2 separate regions of the Mus musculus genome follow, and region 2 is linked to region 1. A link is a contact called in public HiChIP or PLAC-seq data. All regions are on one chromosome and are shown on one strand. Each heading gives the region's core, a stretch centred on a gene start, on an enhancer-like site or on the middle of the called end of the contact. The rest is flanking DNA. Distances are from core to core; before and after follow the strand shown.

Region 1 (6,824 bases), core at 2,631-5,130:
ACTGGGCATGCATTCATCAAAAGGTACTGTTTGAATATCGGATGTCAGATACTTGGCCCTGTCCCAGAGCGAGCACGAATCTCTCTTCTTGGTGCTCATTTCAGCCAGAAGAGCATGACAGTGACTGAAATGAATGCTGGAGATAAAAATGTGTGTCAGGTGGTGATTAATGTCCGTGAGAGAAGAACAGCGGGCAAGGGCTGAAAGCCACCTGTCGGCGTGACACTTGGGAGCCACCCGAGGGAGTGACGGAGTGAGGCTCGCAAAAAGGACTTGGTTATTGGATGGCAGGCCTACATGTTGCTCCAGATCCATATCCCAAAACTGTGTTAAGTGAGTAAAGCAAAACCAACCAGACCCAGGGTGATTGTCTGTCTATGGTGTCTCAGGAAGTCAGTTCCACAGGAACAATGCAGTGAGCAGAGGCCAGAGGTGGCAAGTCTGGGAAGGGACGTGCTGGTCCCGGGTACAAAGGCTCAGGAGGCTGGGGGAGGATCCATTTGACATCTATGAACTGTACTCTGACCATAGTAAATAACATGCCGGTCAGTGAGATTGCTCAGTGGGTAAAGGTGCTTGCTACCAAACCTGATGACTTGAGTTCATCTCTGGGATCCACCGGGTAGAAGAGAACTGATTCTTACAGATTGTCATCTACTCCCCACTCCTGCCCCCTCAACACACACCAAATGTAATCGAAATAACATGACACGTCCTTCCAAATTTTCATCGTAGAATCATGATTTAAGAAAGTGATCTAGGGATGGATGAATGAATTAGCTCGATTGAATCTTTCTACGGTGTATACCTAGAAAGAAACATCACCTGACAGTCTGCACTGAAGTTCATGGACTAGTCAATAGGAATAGAGCTGTCCCCAGGGAGAACTGCAGCTGGAAATACCCACTTCACCTCCCCCATGCCACCTGAGATCAAATGTTACTATGTTGTCCTGGCTCACCTAGAACTCTATATAGACCAGGCCGGCCTCTAATTCCTGGAGATCAGCCTGTTTCTGCCTCTTGGGTGCTGGGAATAAAGGTGTGTGCTACCACCTCAGGCAACAGCCCACTTTTTATTTGCCACATTTGCTTTATACATTTCTCTGCAGGTGAGATTTTCAAAGGCAGCATTGCGAAAGCATGGAGGATGGTGGTGGCTTGCCACCCCAGCCTGTGAGGGTGCAGAAGTACTGCGAGCACCCCATGGTCTGAGACCTTGTGGCTAGGCTCTCATACCTGGCAGATGGTCCTGTTAAATGTCCTTTCTCTCCGGTTTTTGCAGTTGTCATTGAGTCCCTGTGTCTCTCCCTTTATCCAAGGACAAATTTATACTAAAAGAAGCTCCTGGTTTTATTCTCAGCTTTGGAAACAAAAAAGGCCTGTACTCAGCAATCTGTTTAATCTTTTGGGTTCAGATGGGGCTGAGGGCCCTCCCGCCACGTCCTTCTAGGGAAGGGGAGAGAAGACTTGAACAGAGAAGAAAGTTATAAATCCCCTCTTCCCTGAACAGCACCTAGGCACCATGCTAAAGGTCATTATTACAAACAGCCTGGAGGTCAGAGTCCAGTTTCTCTGGTTCTGGGAGGAGGGCTATCCACAGAACCATCTGGAACCTTCTGTAGTGAGGTGACCAGATAATCAGAGAAGTTGTCAGAGCAGGCAGGAGTTATTGCAGTCACCTTGCCTTTTGACGTCCCTTTTCCCTCCCCCATCCAGGAGCCGGAAACCCTTTTCCCGTCCTCTTTAGGAAGCAGGCTGGACTCAGGACTCTTAATTCCCATTTAAAGTCAGGGCCATTGAGATGATAATGATAGCTCAGGTTTATTGGGTGTTATTTTCCACTTTATCGTAGCAATCTGAACATTTATTGAATGTGTTACCTCTCTTCTAAGCCCCGAATTAAGGGCCTTATATGTTAGTCTCTGTCTACTGGACACTGGGTGCTGCCTTCCAGTCTGCAGAGGAGAAATTCAGTAGGGAGACAGTCCTGCCCAAGAGCACACAAGTGGGGAGAGCTGGGGGGAGGGGGCTTTGTATCTTGTGGCTGTGACATACTTTGTGAGAAAGGCAATTGTAGGGGTGCTTGTGTGTGTTTGAACATTTGGAGCGAGGTGGATCAAATCAAGTCTTGGCTTCTGCTAAACTGAGGCACAACTAACAGGAAGTCTGACTTGATTGGGTGCTAAGTGGGGGTGGTCTGATTAAGGATGGTGTCAAATATCAGGGGGTGCCCTTGAATTCTGCAAGGCAGGTTGAAGAGAGAGCGTGGCCAGCTCTGGATGGGCAGGCGCAGGTGTTTCCTTTCCTGTGCTTTCCCATGTTTGAACTAGACCCAGATTTTAGCGGAGCTCCCAGTGCGATCTAATATTGATAGGGATTTTGAGGGTGCCGGTGGTAATGAGCCTGCAACATACACATGCGCACAGTGTCACCAAGTCACAGCCGGCCACACACACCCATCCACACCTACACCTGTGCTTATTAACATTTTGTCTTAAAGATTTCTCATTTTTATTTATGTATATGTGTGTGAGGATGCGTGAGCAGGCTGGAGAGGGCGTTGGATCTTCTGCAGTCGGAGCTACATGTGGTTGTGAGCTGCCCCATGTGGGTGCTGGGAACTGAACTCAGGTCCTCAGCAACAGCAGTACGTGCTTTTTAACTCACGGGTCTCCACACACTTATGAGGCTTTGAGGGTGCTAATAGACACGTATTATGTATGACCTCACACCCACTCACAAGCCACACTCACTCATACTCATACCCACCCATCCCTACCTACACTCACCAATGCATGCCCTACATGCCTACATGGCCACACTCATACACATCCAAAGAATATGCATACATCACATCCATATGACATGCATACACACACATACACACATCACATACATACACACATCACACACATACATGTATCACACACATACATACATCACATAATACACACATCACATGCATACATGCATGACATGCATACACACATCAAACACATACACACATCAAACACACACACACATCACACACATACATATATCACATGCATATACATTGTCCCCCCATTTCTACAGAACCACACTCATACACACACACATTTGTGCACATCCACACTCACAAGCACATGACAACTATGAAAGCACAGAGTAGAAGATATCTTGACATATGTAGGCCCACACTCAGCCACACCCCATTCACACTCTTAACACCCACATCTCCCCACACTTGTACCCTCACATACTTGCTCACACCCTCACACACACCTTCACACACTTGTTCACAGCCTCACACACTTGCTCATATGCTCACACACTTCCTCACACCCTCGCACAGTTCCTCACAGCCTCACAGACTTGTTCATACCCTTACACACTTGCTCACACACACACACACTTGCTCACACACTGTTGTACACCTCCTCTTCTTCCCCATCCTTCATTTATATCTAGTCTTACTTCCCATATGCCCCCAATGCTTACTATCCTTCAATACCTTCACTTGCTTGTATCCCAATACCCACACACATATACTTGCACACACATACACACACTTTCTTACCCCATACACTTATACTCTCACCACTGCACTCACACACAGTCTCACCCTCACAACCTCTCCCACTCTTACACATACACTTTCTCATCCAAGTATAAAGCCCCAGGCCAGTCTGGCCACCCTTTGATGGGAAAGTCCTGGAAAGGACTCAGCTGTTGTTAACAGACTGGTGTTAGGACCCAGGAAAGGCCAGAGTGGGATGGATATAAATAGAGAAGAACAAAGTTTGAGGCCCGCTGACATCACTCTGGCTCTCCACCCAAAGCCACGGGCTGGACTCTGGGCCAACGAGGTGTGGCGGAGCTCAGCTGCAGAGGGAGGCAGTACACACATCACTAAGCTCCAAGCTACGGGCTGAGCTCTGAGCTCCGACTTGAGACTTGAGACAGGAGGCAAGTGCCCACCAGTCCCAGACCCAGGACACAGACTCCTAAGCCTGTAGGCACCCAGAGGTTCTGGCCTGCCCATCAGCAGCCAGAGCCTTGGGGACTCTGGTGGAGCTGAGAAGGAGTGCTTATCCAACTCAGCACTGCCTCTAGCCTTCAGGTCCCTGAAGACTCCAGTTCGGAGAGGAGAATTGCACCTACTGCTTTCAGGCACCATAAATCAAAAAACGTTAGGGGACAGATGTTGCGGTGAGAAACCCGTGATGAAGATGTCCTTGTCCCCGGGAAGCAGGAGGTAGAGAAGTTCCCTGCAGGCTGTGGGCGAATCCCACTGCCTGGTTCCCACCATGAAGGATCTTCCAGCATTCCCTTGCAGCTGGGTCTGGCTACTCTGGTCCTTTTGCAGCGTCCAGGTAACGCTCTTGGCCTCCAAGGCAGCTGGGGTACACGTCTTCAGGAGAATGTCCTGGTACTAATCTGTGATCTTTCTTACAGGTGTGTAGCACTCAGCCCAGAGCCCAGGAACATCCAGGTAAGCCCCCCACCCCCACATCCCCCCTGTGATGACTGCTTTGCTTCTTGCCTTTGGGGGTTAAACAAATAATTTCTGTTTTATATAAATATAAGATTATTTGTTTAACCCCTTGTTGGGATCCTCAACCCTAGAAAATACATCCTGTCCTTTGAGACGACAGCCCTGGTGTGACCAGTGTCTTCGGGCTGCTGCTGAGAAAGCTGGTCTCTGTCCCAGCTGCCTCTTGCTCCAGGTCAGGTGTTGTCATCTAATTAAGGAGACATGTCCTTCAGAGTAGAAGGGCTTTTGCTCTTTCAACTTCACCCTTAGGGCCACCACCGTGGGCACTCTCCCTGGTGCCTTCAGCATCATGGTGCTGTGAGCTGCCCTCCTGAGTGTCCTGGACACCACCAGGTAGCACTTGCCACTTGTGCTGAACATGCACAGAGGGGATGGAGGGGCAGGTCACTATTGGGATATTTGTCTTTGGCTGTTGTGACTTCCCTTTTAGAAGCAGGAGGGTGACACTTGTTGGAACGATGGATCACAGTCCTGTTATAGATGAGAGGGTCGCCACATTTACAGTGGGGATGGATGGGAAGGGGCTTGCCGCCTGCTTGTGGCAGGTTCTCCAGGCTGAGAGGTTCTTGATGAAGGTTCAGAGGCAAAGGACAAGAACGTCTAGCCCATTTCTGGAAAAGCCTGGTGGGTCAGCGTAAAGAAGCCAGTGACTCAGAGCTCAGGGAGGCTGGGATTCCCAGCAGAACTGATCAGTTGGATCAGCCTGCCTCTAAATAGGAGCCCAGCTCCACCGGTGCTCACAGCCAACATGGCAACCACGGTAAAGGGTGGCCGAGAGGGTCTGAATCTGGAGAACATATCTGAAGCTGTGTCAGGGAAAACTCTCCCCCGCCTGCTGAGACTGAGGGCTGCCCATACCAAACGGCACCACCAGTCAGCCAAATCTAGAAGCGTGAATATTTCTTTCCTCTTTTTCTGAGAAAAGAAAGCTTCAAGGGCTTTTTTTTCTAGAATTTGGCCTTTGTCTTAGTTTCTACACACACGCACGCAACCATACATGTCTGCACATGCTCACATGTGTACACACCCACACTCCACACATAAGCTGTCGTTCTGGACTCTATACATGTCAGTGGTGTGGGTTCAGCCTCGTTCGTTCTGTATGGACGCCTCACTCCTGACCTGATGTTGGGTGGAACCAAGTGTCTTCTGGCTGAGCATCCTTGATAGAACACTAGCAGCCATTCCGCCGGGGCCAGCTCATGTGCACCACAGAGAAAGATGAAGAAGATGTAGCCTAAGGGTGTTCAAAGCCCAGGCTAGGGAGCCTTGGTACCTCTCAGCATCCTGTTATCTGGGATGGCTATCCAGAGAGTGCTTCCTTCAGGTCCCCATCCCCACCCTCATTCCTAGTACTTCCTTTGTCCTTCCCCCTCCCCCTCCTCCCCTCCTGCCTCCCCCTTCACCTTTTCTTTTCATTTCCCCTCCTTCCTTCCTCCCTTCTATTTCTGTTCTTTGTTTGTTTTATCCTCTTCACTCCGCTTCCTCACCTCCTCCCCTGCCCCCATCTGTCTTACACTTTGGATTTTGGCTTCGCTCGTTTTCCATAATATTCAGCCTGCTCTGCAAGGCCACGTTGGGTTTCTCTTCTTATGGACGAGAAACCCTAATGGAGACTTTAGGAAAACCTGGTCTCTGGCAGCCCCACCCCCACTCCCACCCCCACCCCACCCCTGCCACGAGAGTCCTAGACACAGAGTTGACATATGAGCCAAGGGACTGTCCAGACATGGGGAGCAGGAGTCAGGGTGAGTTGTCACTTACCAAGGAAGTGAGTGGCCTTGGGTTGCCTAAAGGAGCTTAAGAAGGACATAGAGGTAGCCCCCTGGTTCCCTCCCCAGTGTCACCTGCTCACACTCACCTGCGCCACACCTGCCAGTCAGCAGCAAGCCCTTAGCTGGAGTGGTTAGTTCAAGCTTGTGGGAATGAGATGAAGCCATCTGGAGGGATTTGGAGGAACCGACACCCGGGGGTCACCAGCAAGCACATGGACCCGGGTTTGGGAGGCTCTGATAGAGCTGTTAAGCACTTACATATTGCCTCATCCGGGTTCCAACCCCGTGCCTTCTGCACAAGGCAGGGCTCAGAAAGCAGTCACCAACCATCTTCCATGTCCTGTCTGTGGAAAGATAGGACTGCTATTCTGTAAACAGAGTCCTGGCCGAGGCCAACTGAATTCTCATCTGTCTAGGTGTCTACACTGCTCTGGGTCACCAGATGGCTTCTGGATTTGTGTATTTATCACATGAGTGCACTGTCAGTTTTAGAAGTCTCAGAACGGTGTG
Region 2 (7,384 bases), core at 2,723-5,222, 68 kb after region 1:
AAACAGCAGGTGCCGAGTAATTGGCTGGTTAATTCCATCTGGAAGCACATTCCAGAGGTGGAGGGAGCCCGAGGAATCACGGCAGCTATTCTGCAGTCCCAGAAGCTCTGGACATCACAGCAGGTGTCTGGGGAATAATCAGGCTTGCGTGGGATGGTACTGGGGTTTCTCTGCTACTACCTTCCTAGAGACCCTGCCAGGCCCTTCCGGATACCCAGCACCCTGCTGACCTTTGGAAATGGATTTTCTCTCCAGCCCAGAAAACTGGGCGCTGGATGCACTGTTGGCCTCCCACGGTCCACGGCAAGTGGGACGTGGGCTGTGGGAGGTGACTCACCTTTTCATTGGCACAGCCGCATTCCCAAATGTTAAAATCTCTCTGGAAACTTCAAGGCCTTTTTTTTTTTTTTTTTTTTTTTTTTTTTCTCAAATTCTATTGTCCCAGCCAAAGAGCTGAGCCTGGGACAGAGCCGGAGGACGAGCTGGGCAGGGAATTCCTGGTAGAGCCTGTGATCTTGGCTCCAGACCCAAGACATCCAGTCTACCCATCCCTTACAGACCACACACACTCAGCCCCCTTTTTTTTTTTCACACTGGCCAGCTGCACTTCTTTGAAGGATGATTTAACTCTGGTCTCAGGGGGTGGAAGGGGCAGAAGTAAGCCACCCAGGAAAAGACGATATTCTGACCTCCCTAGAACCCATGTCTCTTGTGGCATGGCGGGCTGGGGCTGAATTTCTTTGGTCACCTGCTTGCTTTAAATACTTCTAAAGGTCGTGGGTAGGACGGAGATGGATCTCTTAGACATTTCTGTGCAATTTGGCACCAGAGGAGACATCCAACACAGGGCTCCTGTTCCAGTAGAGATGCACCTGGCCTAGCTGTCCCCAGGGTTGTCCCTCCTAACTTCCAGCTCAGTGTCACCTCCCCTCCCTCCTCCCCTCCCGGCTCCCGAGCATGCTCCGCCTCCCCCTACATCTCCATCACTGGGTAAACAGCTGCTGCTTAATGCCAAGTGTGTGTGGCTCCAGGCATAGAGTCCGGTGTTAGACCTTCCCCGAGTGCCTTGTAGCTGTGTGGTACCTGGGTAGAGGGATGATCTGAAACCCTTTTTGTTCCATTCTGAGGCAAGTGGTTCAAAGTCCAGTTTCCCATGCCTCTCCACAGAGTTCTTCCTTCTTTCTATTTGGAAACTCAAAAGCAGCATGAGATTGCCTCACTCATCCATGCAGGCTGTTTATGAGCTGATAAGAGACCTGGGAGTCTGCAGGTACTGCTCTTGGGAAGCCCTGGAGAGGTGTGGCTTAGAATTAGCTCATGCTGGTCACTTGGCTTCTCCAGCTTTGTCCCAGGTACCCTGGATGTTCAGCATGTGAGCGGGGTCTTTGACGATTTAAAAAAAAAATGGAGCTGGAGGGATGGCTCAACGGTTTAGTGTGCTGTTCCTGCAGCAGGCCCAAGTTAGGTTTTAGCACCCATTTCAGGTAGCTCACAGCCTCCTAGAGTTAGCTCCAGGGGATCTAGCGCCCCCTTCTGACCGCCACAGGCATTGCACTCCCATGCATGTATATGACACAGACACACACACTCACTTTAAAATTTAAACATCTTTTAGAAATTCATTAGTTAAAAACTCTTTAAAGCCGGACATGGTGGCGCACACCTTTAATTCCAGCAGTTGGGAGGCAGAGGCAGGCGGATTTCTGAGTTCGAGGCCAGTCTGGTCTACAGAGTGAGTTACAGGACAGCCAGGACTACACAGAGAAACTCTGTCTCGAAAACAAACAAACAAACAAACAAACAAACAAAACCTCTTTAAAATTTGTGGGCATTGATGCAGGCGTGTGTGTGCCATGGCATGCGTGTGAAGGTCAGGGGTTAGTTCTTGCCTTCTACCTTGTCACAGCAGGTCCTCTCTTATTTTGGATCTATACAGCACACCCAGGCTAGCTGGCTCACACCATCCTCCAAGAGTCCTCTGCACGCATCTTGCCATAGGGGCCTTGGGATTACAGATGTGCACCACCCCATCTGGTTTTTTGATTTGAGTTTAGGGATTGAACTCAGATCGCCAGGTCCGGCAAGTGCTTTTGCCGGTTGAGCCCTGGTCTCAGCCCCTGGGCAGTACGGGCTGGGGGGTGAGGACGGGGCAGGGGCGGGGCTGGGGCGGGGCTGGGGCGAGACCGCTGTTCCCACTCCAGGACCTGTGCTTGGCTTTTCCTGCTGTGATAGGGATGTAATTCCATTTCCTTTCATTTCAGACTCAAAAGCAGTACAGCGATGCCACCAATGAGAGCAACCGTCTCTTCCTGTATTGCGCCTTCCTTAACTTCAGGTACTGTCCATGTTGGGGCTACCAGCTGTACAAAAGCAGGAGTAGGAGAAGACGGGAAGACAGCAAGATGTCCAATGATTTACCGTGTCCACCCCAGGCCAGGCTCACATCACACAAGGCAGGGTGTTAGTCACCTGCTTATGAAGCCAACGTGTTTGCATGACCATGCGTGAGGCAAGACCCGATTGGGTATGACTGGAGGTTGTGTGGATTTAAAAATCTTTTAAAATCCTTAGACTCGGTTCATCCAGGGTATCCTGAGGCCACACAGGAATACTCTCCCTCTGCTTTCTATCGTGAAGGGCTTGAGGGAGGGCTAGGAGTTGGGACTTTGAGAAACAACATTTAGAAGCTTGCCTATCAAAATCTTACTGTTGGGGCCAACGAGATGGCTTAGCGGGTAAGGGTGTCTGCCGCCAAGTCTCATAACACATCTTTGATCCTCACACGGTGGGAGGAAAGAAGAAACTCGTCTGACCACCACTGTACACTCTAGCATGCACTCATACACTGTTCCCAAATAAATAAATGTAATAAAAGCATCTCTCTATTTGATGTTTAAGCATTGGAGTTAATGTCTAGAAACAGTTTCCAGAATCTCAAACAACCCAATAGCCAGAGGCCCAAATACCCTAGATTGAGTCACGGGTTGACAGTTCCTAAATTGACATTTGCCAAAAAAAAAAAAAGAAAGAAAAGAAAAGAATGAAAGAAAGGAAGGAAGGAAGGAAGAAAGAAAAGAAAAGAAAAGAAAAGAAAAGAAAAGAAAAGAAAAGAAAGAGAAAAAGAAATAAAAATAGTCGGCAGATACAGAAAACAAAGCAACCAAACCAACATTCCAGTCCTCAGGGAAATAAATGCAAATGAGATCACAGTGAGCCGGATCCCCATGGCGGTAGGAATGAACGGCTGTTATAACCAAGATGAGATTTCTGGGTGGGCGATCTCGGGGTTGATGAACACAGTGCAAGAAGCTGAGATCAGAGTGGGTGATGAATTCAAACTGAGCAAGAATGAGTTTACAGTGACTCCTGAGAGCTGAGGAGAAGGTGGCAGGGAAAGAGGCGGGCCAGAAAGAGCTCACGGAAGATCAGGTGAGCCAGGTTTGAGTGACAATGGAGTGGCTGCAGAGAGGCCAGACCCAAGTCTGTTCTGAGTGAAGCCATTCACCAGGTGAAAGTCACCCGAAGGGAATGTGTGCCCGCATGAGTTAGGTGTAAACACACCTCACTCACTTCAGCCAAGAACACAGTCACCAGTAGTTAGGGGGAAACACCTCATTGACGCCCTAAGGCAACATGGAGAGATCCGTGCTTCAGGAGAGGAGAGTTTTTGTATGACCTTCAAGGGGAAAGGGTCAAGCGACAAGCAGAGCTGACTCTAGAAATTACAAATCCAAAGAAGAATTTGTTGGTATTTAGAGCAAACTGCCATGGAGAGATGTCAGGAGCGTTCAAGGGAATCCTGGGAAAGCCAGAAGGAGGAACCAGCGTTGAAGGAGGTTGTGTTCACAGCCCTGGAATGCAGGGGCTCCTCCCAACAGCTGGCTGGGGCGCAGGCATTGAACACATTAGTGAAACTTCCCACAGATTCCAAGAACTCGCGAAGGAGATTGTAGCAGCTATTGAGACACTGGGTGCCCAGCGGTCGGGACTCTTGTCTACAGGATAATTGCAAGTCGGGTAACTCTGGCCTCTTCTCAACTCTGCAAAAGATCAAGCCTGGGAGGGAATTCTTGTGTTGCTGGCCTTTTCTGACCTCCATGGTTCAGTCGGCCACGGGAAGAGAGAAGATTTATGAGTTTCCTTTTGGCACAGGAGAGAGAGAGAGCTCTGTCAGTTAAATATTTGCCTTTCCTAAGCAGGGGGATCTGAGTTTGATTCCCTGGAACCCACATAAAAAGCTACCTGTGGAGAAATGTGCTTGTTGTACTAGTTCTGGGGGTCAGAGGCAGGAGGATGCCTGGGACTGGCTGGCAGCCAGTCTAGCCTAGTTGGTGAGCTCCAGGCTAGTAAAAGACTCAGAAAATAAAAGATGGCTGGTACCTGAGGAATGGTACCCAAGGCTGACCTCTGTCCTCTATACACACATGTGCACACACACACATACACATACACACACACACACACACACAAAAGCATGCACACACATACAGTCACACACACTCACATTCTCATACACATGCACATACATACTCACACTCACAAGCACACATACTTGCACACACACACATGCACACACAAAAGCGTGCACGCACACACACACACATACGCACTCATGCACACAGGGACTTATTTTCACTCCTTGTTACCAAATGAGCTATTCGACTCTTAAAAAAAAAAAAAAGATAAAAGACAGCATTCTGGTTAAATTCCTGTTGCTCTGATAAAATGCTGAGCAAGAGCATCACCGGGGTTGGGGGGAGGAACGCATTCATTTGGCTTGCATGATAGAGTCCATCATGGAGGGAAGCCAAGGGTAGGGACTGAAACAGAGACCATGGACAAACACTGCTTTCTCCCCATGGCTTGCTCAGCTACCTTTCATATACCACCCAGGCCTACCTCAGTAGGGGATGGTGCCACCCACAGTGGGAAGGACCTGCCCACATCAATTAGCAATTAAGGAAGTGCCTCACATGTGTGGCCAGAGGCTAATCTGATGGCGGCAGTTCTTCAGCTGAGTTCCCCTCTTCCCAGATGCCTCTGGGTTGTGTCAAGCTGACAGCTGAAAGTAACTACCACAGACAGCAATGCTGGCCAGAGTGTGGAGAAAGAGGGAGTGTGAGTTAGCACAGCCATTGTGGAAACCAATACGGAGGTTCCTCGAGAAGGGAGACCAGACCCACTGCTGGTACACATCCAAAGGAAAGTGAAGTCCGCATGTCAGAGAGAGGATATTCCAAGATATGGGAACAGCCTGCATTGATATGCATGCCCCGTGGAATTCTCTTCAGCCCCAGTTCCCAGAGACGGCCCTGCCACAAGCATCCAGCCAGACCGCTTTTCAAATTATTGCTTATTATATATTCAGGAAAATTCTGTTTGATAGCATATTTCTCTTAGTGTTGATAAGTGAGCACAGCTGTGCAAATCACATGACCAAGATCTGGGACAATGCTGTCAACTTCAGAGCCACCCCCACAGTTTGCATCTGGAGGTCAGAGGACAACTCTGGGGAGTCAGCTCTCTCCTTCCACCATGTGGGTCCCAGGGATGGAACTCGGGGCAATCCGGCTTGACAGCAAGTGCCTCTCTGCCCGCTGAGCCATCTCACCGCCTCCTTAGTTCATTTTGAAGGGAGCTGCCTAATTTCCAAACAGCTGGGAATTTTCTAAAGACCTTCCTGCTGTTGTTGATTTACAATTAAATATTTTATGATCTGAAAAGGTACTTTCTACAGCTCCAGTTCTTGAAATGTGCTTAAGGTTGTTTATACAACCCAGAATGTAGTGCTCTGGGGGAACAATGCATTCGTGGTGGGGAATTCTATAAATGTCAACAAGGCCATCTTAAGTGGCCCTTATGCACAGGTCTTCTGCAACTCTGTTGCTATTCTGTCTGCTTGTGCTGCCAATCACACGGGGCTCTCCGTACCCATGGGGTTTGTGGTAGGTAGTGGACCAGCTACAAACCTGAAACGTTTGGGTTTGGGGAGAATTACGCATGCGCAGACTTCTTTCCGGTCATTATTCCTTCTGCAGTATAACTGTCTCCACGCCATTCACATTGTGTTCCACATTATGTATACATCATCTGGAGATGAATGTAAGAGTTTGTAAGTGGGCTCTGTGTGACTGTTGGACCCACTTTAAATATTTAAGTTTCTTTGGAGTTTAGTATTCATGAGGGGTCCTGGAACCATTTCCGAGAGTGGGGAGAAGCTGGGCTCAAAGTCACAGGCCAATAAGACAGGAAGATTGCAAGATCAAAGCCTGCCTGGGCTACAGAGGGAGTTCAAGGCTAGCCCAGGCACTCAGTGAGACCTAGTCCCGAAATAAAAAAAAAGTGTAAGGGGACTTGAGGGTGTGGCTTTGTGGTATAGCACTTGCTTAGTGTGCATGAGATCCCCGGTTCAGTCTGAGAGCCTGAGTGAACAAGGCTTAAGAAGTGGCGTGGGAAGCGAGAGGAGGCGTGTGCATTCTCCACCGTGATGGTAGCCTGGGATAACTGCTCTTGTCTGTGCTGCAGCCATCTTTACCCTGGAAGGTGAATGCTATGCTCAGGTCCACATATTTAGTCACAACTCCTCTGACCTTTTCAATTTGGCTTTTATTATCATTAATTAGGTGTGTGTGTGTGTGCGTGTGCGTGTGCGTGTGTGTGCGTGTGTGTGCGTGTGGGTATGTGTGTGTGTGCACGTGTGTGTGTGGGTATGTGTGCGTGTGCGTGTGTGTGCACGTGTGGGTATGTGCACATGGGAGATACTGGAAGCTCCTGGAGCTAGAGTTGCAGGTGCTTGGAACAGACCTGGGGAGCTCAGAAAGAGCAGGAAGTACTCGTAATTCCCAAGCCATGTCTTCAGCCTCTCCTTAGCCTCTTGATTGGAAGCTCCTGGTGCTGAATGTCCACCCTTCCCTCTTCTTTCATCCGATTTTACTAGAACTGGGACTTTCAGGCCATCTTTCATCATCAGCGTGTTCAGACAATTTCCATGTCATGCCCTCGGTGACATGATTGGGTAAAAGTCCATCACCTCCTCCCAAGTCTTGTAATTCACTGGGGGTTGGCGTGTTTGTTTGTTTGTCTGTTTGTCTTGTTGGTTTGTCTTTCTCTCCTGGTATTGTTTTCTGATCTTATTAGGATCTAGAAGAGTCTTTCTCGATGATGTATTATTTACACTCCTGATTTTTAATTTATATCTTTTAGTGTTTTTTTTTTTCCCTGTAGTGGTTTCCGCATGCCTACAGCATGGTCAACTGATTGGTGTCTCCCAGCAATGAATAGCATATCACTTTAAAAGTATTCTAAGATGTCATTAATACATCCACAGTTCCCCTTGCCTGTTGCTTATGAGGTTGCCACTGTCTCCAGTAGCTCTACAGGGTTT

What was found. HiChIP or PLAC-seq counts read pairs in DNA pulled down with a chosen protein or histone mark.
Region 2: a contact with region 1 is called in an H3K27ac HiChIP or PLAC-seq map of embryonic stem cells, with 17 read pairs. The contact joins the enhancer-like site here to the promoter of Adgrd1 in region 1. A contact is called at or near these places in 3 of 39 promoter capture datasets (hippocampal neurons, second pharyngeal arch cranial neural crest and stem cell-derived epiblast-like cells), 2 of 484 Hi-C or Micro-C datasets (nephron progenitors and pancreatic cancer cells), 4 of 115 datasets of contacts at active chromatin or transcription factors (embryonic stem cells, fibro-adipogenic progenitors and intestinal crypt epithelium) and 2 of 9 other capture datasets (adipose tissue and pancreatic islet).

Annotation. Positions count from the first base shown.
Region 1 is chr5:129,092,870-129,099,693 of GRCm38.p6, forward strand. It overlaps Adgrd1 (adhesion G protein-coupled receptor D1), which reads left to right and starts at 3,881. Exons shown (of 25, transcript NM_001347486.1): 1 at 3,881-4,357; 2 at 4,440-4,476. The coding sequence starts at 4,292.
Region 2 is chr5:129,160,334-129,167,717 of GRCm38.p6, forward strand. Adgrd1 (adhesion G protein-coupled receptor D1) reads left to right here. Exons shown (of 25, transcript NM_001347486.1): 14 at 2,262-2,335. Among named protein-coding and RNA genes, the nearest start is that of Gm46923, 47 kb to the left of the region's middle. Within about 2 kb of position 3,973, at least 45 of the 459 cell types and tissues checked have an H3K27ac peak or open chromatin away from gene starts, as enhancers often do. A contact at or near this core is called in adipose tissue and embryonic stem cells, where this site is marked.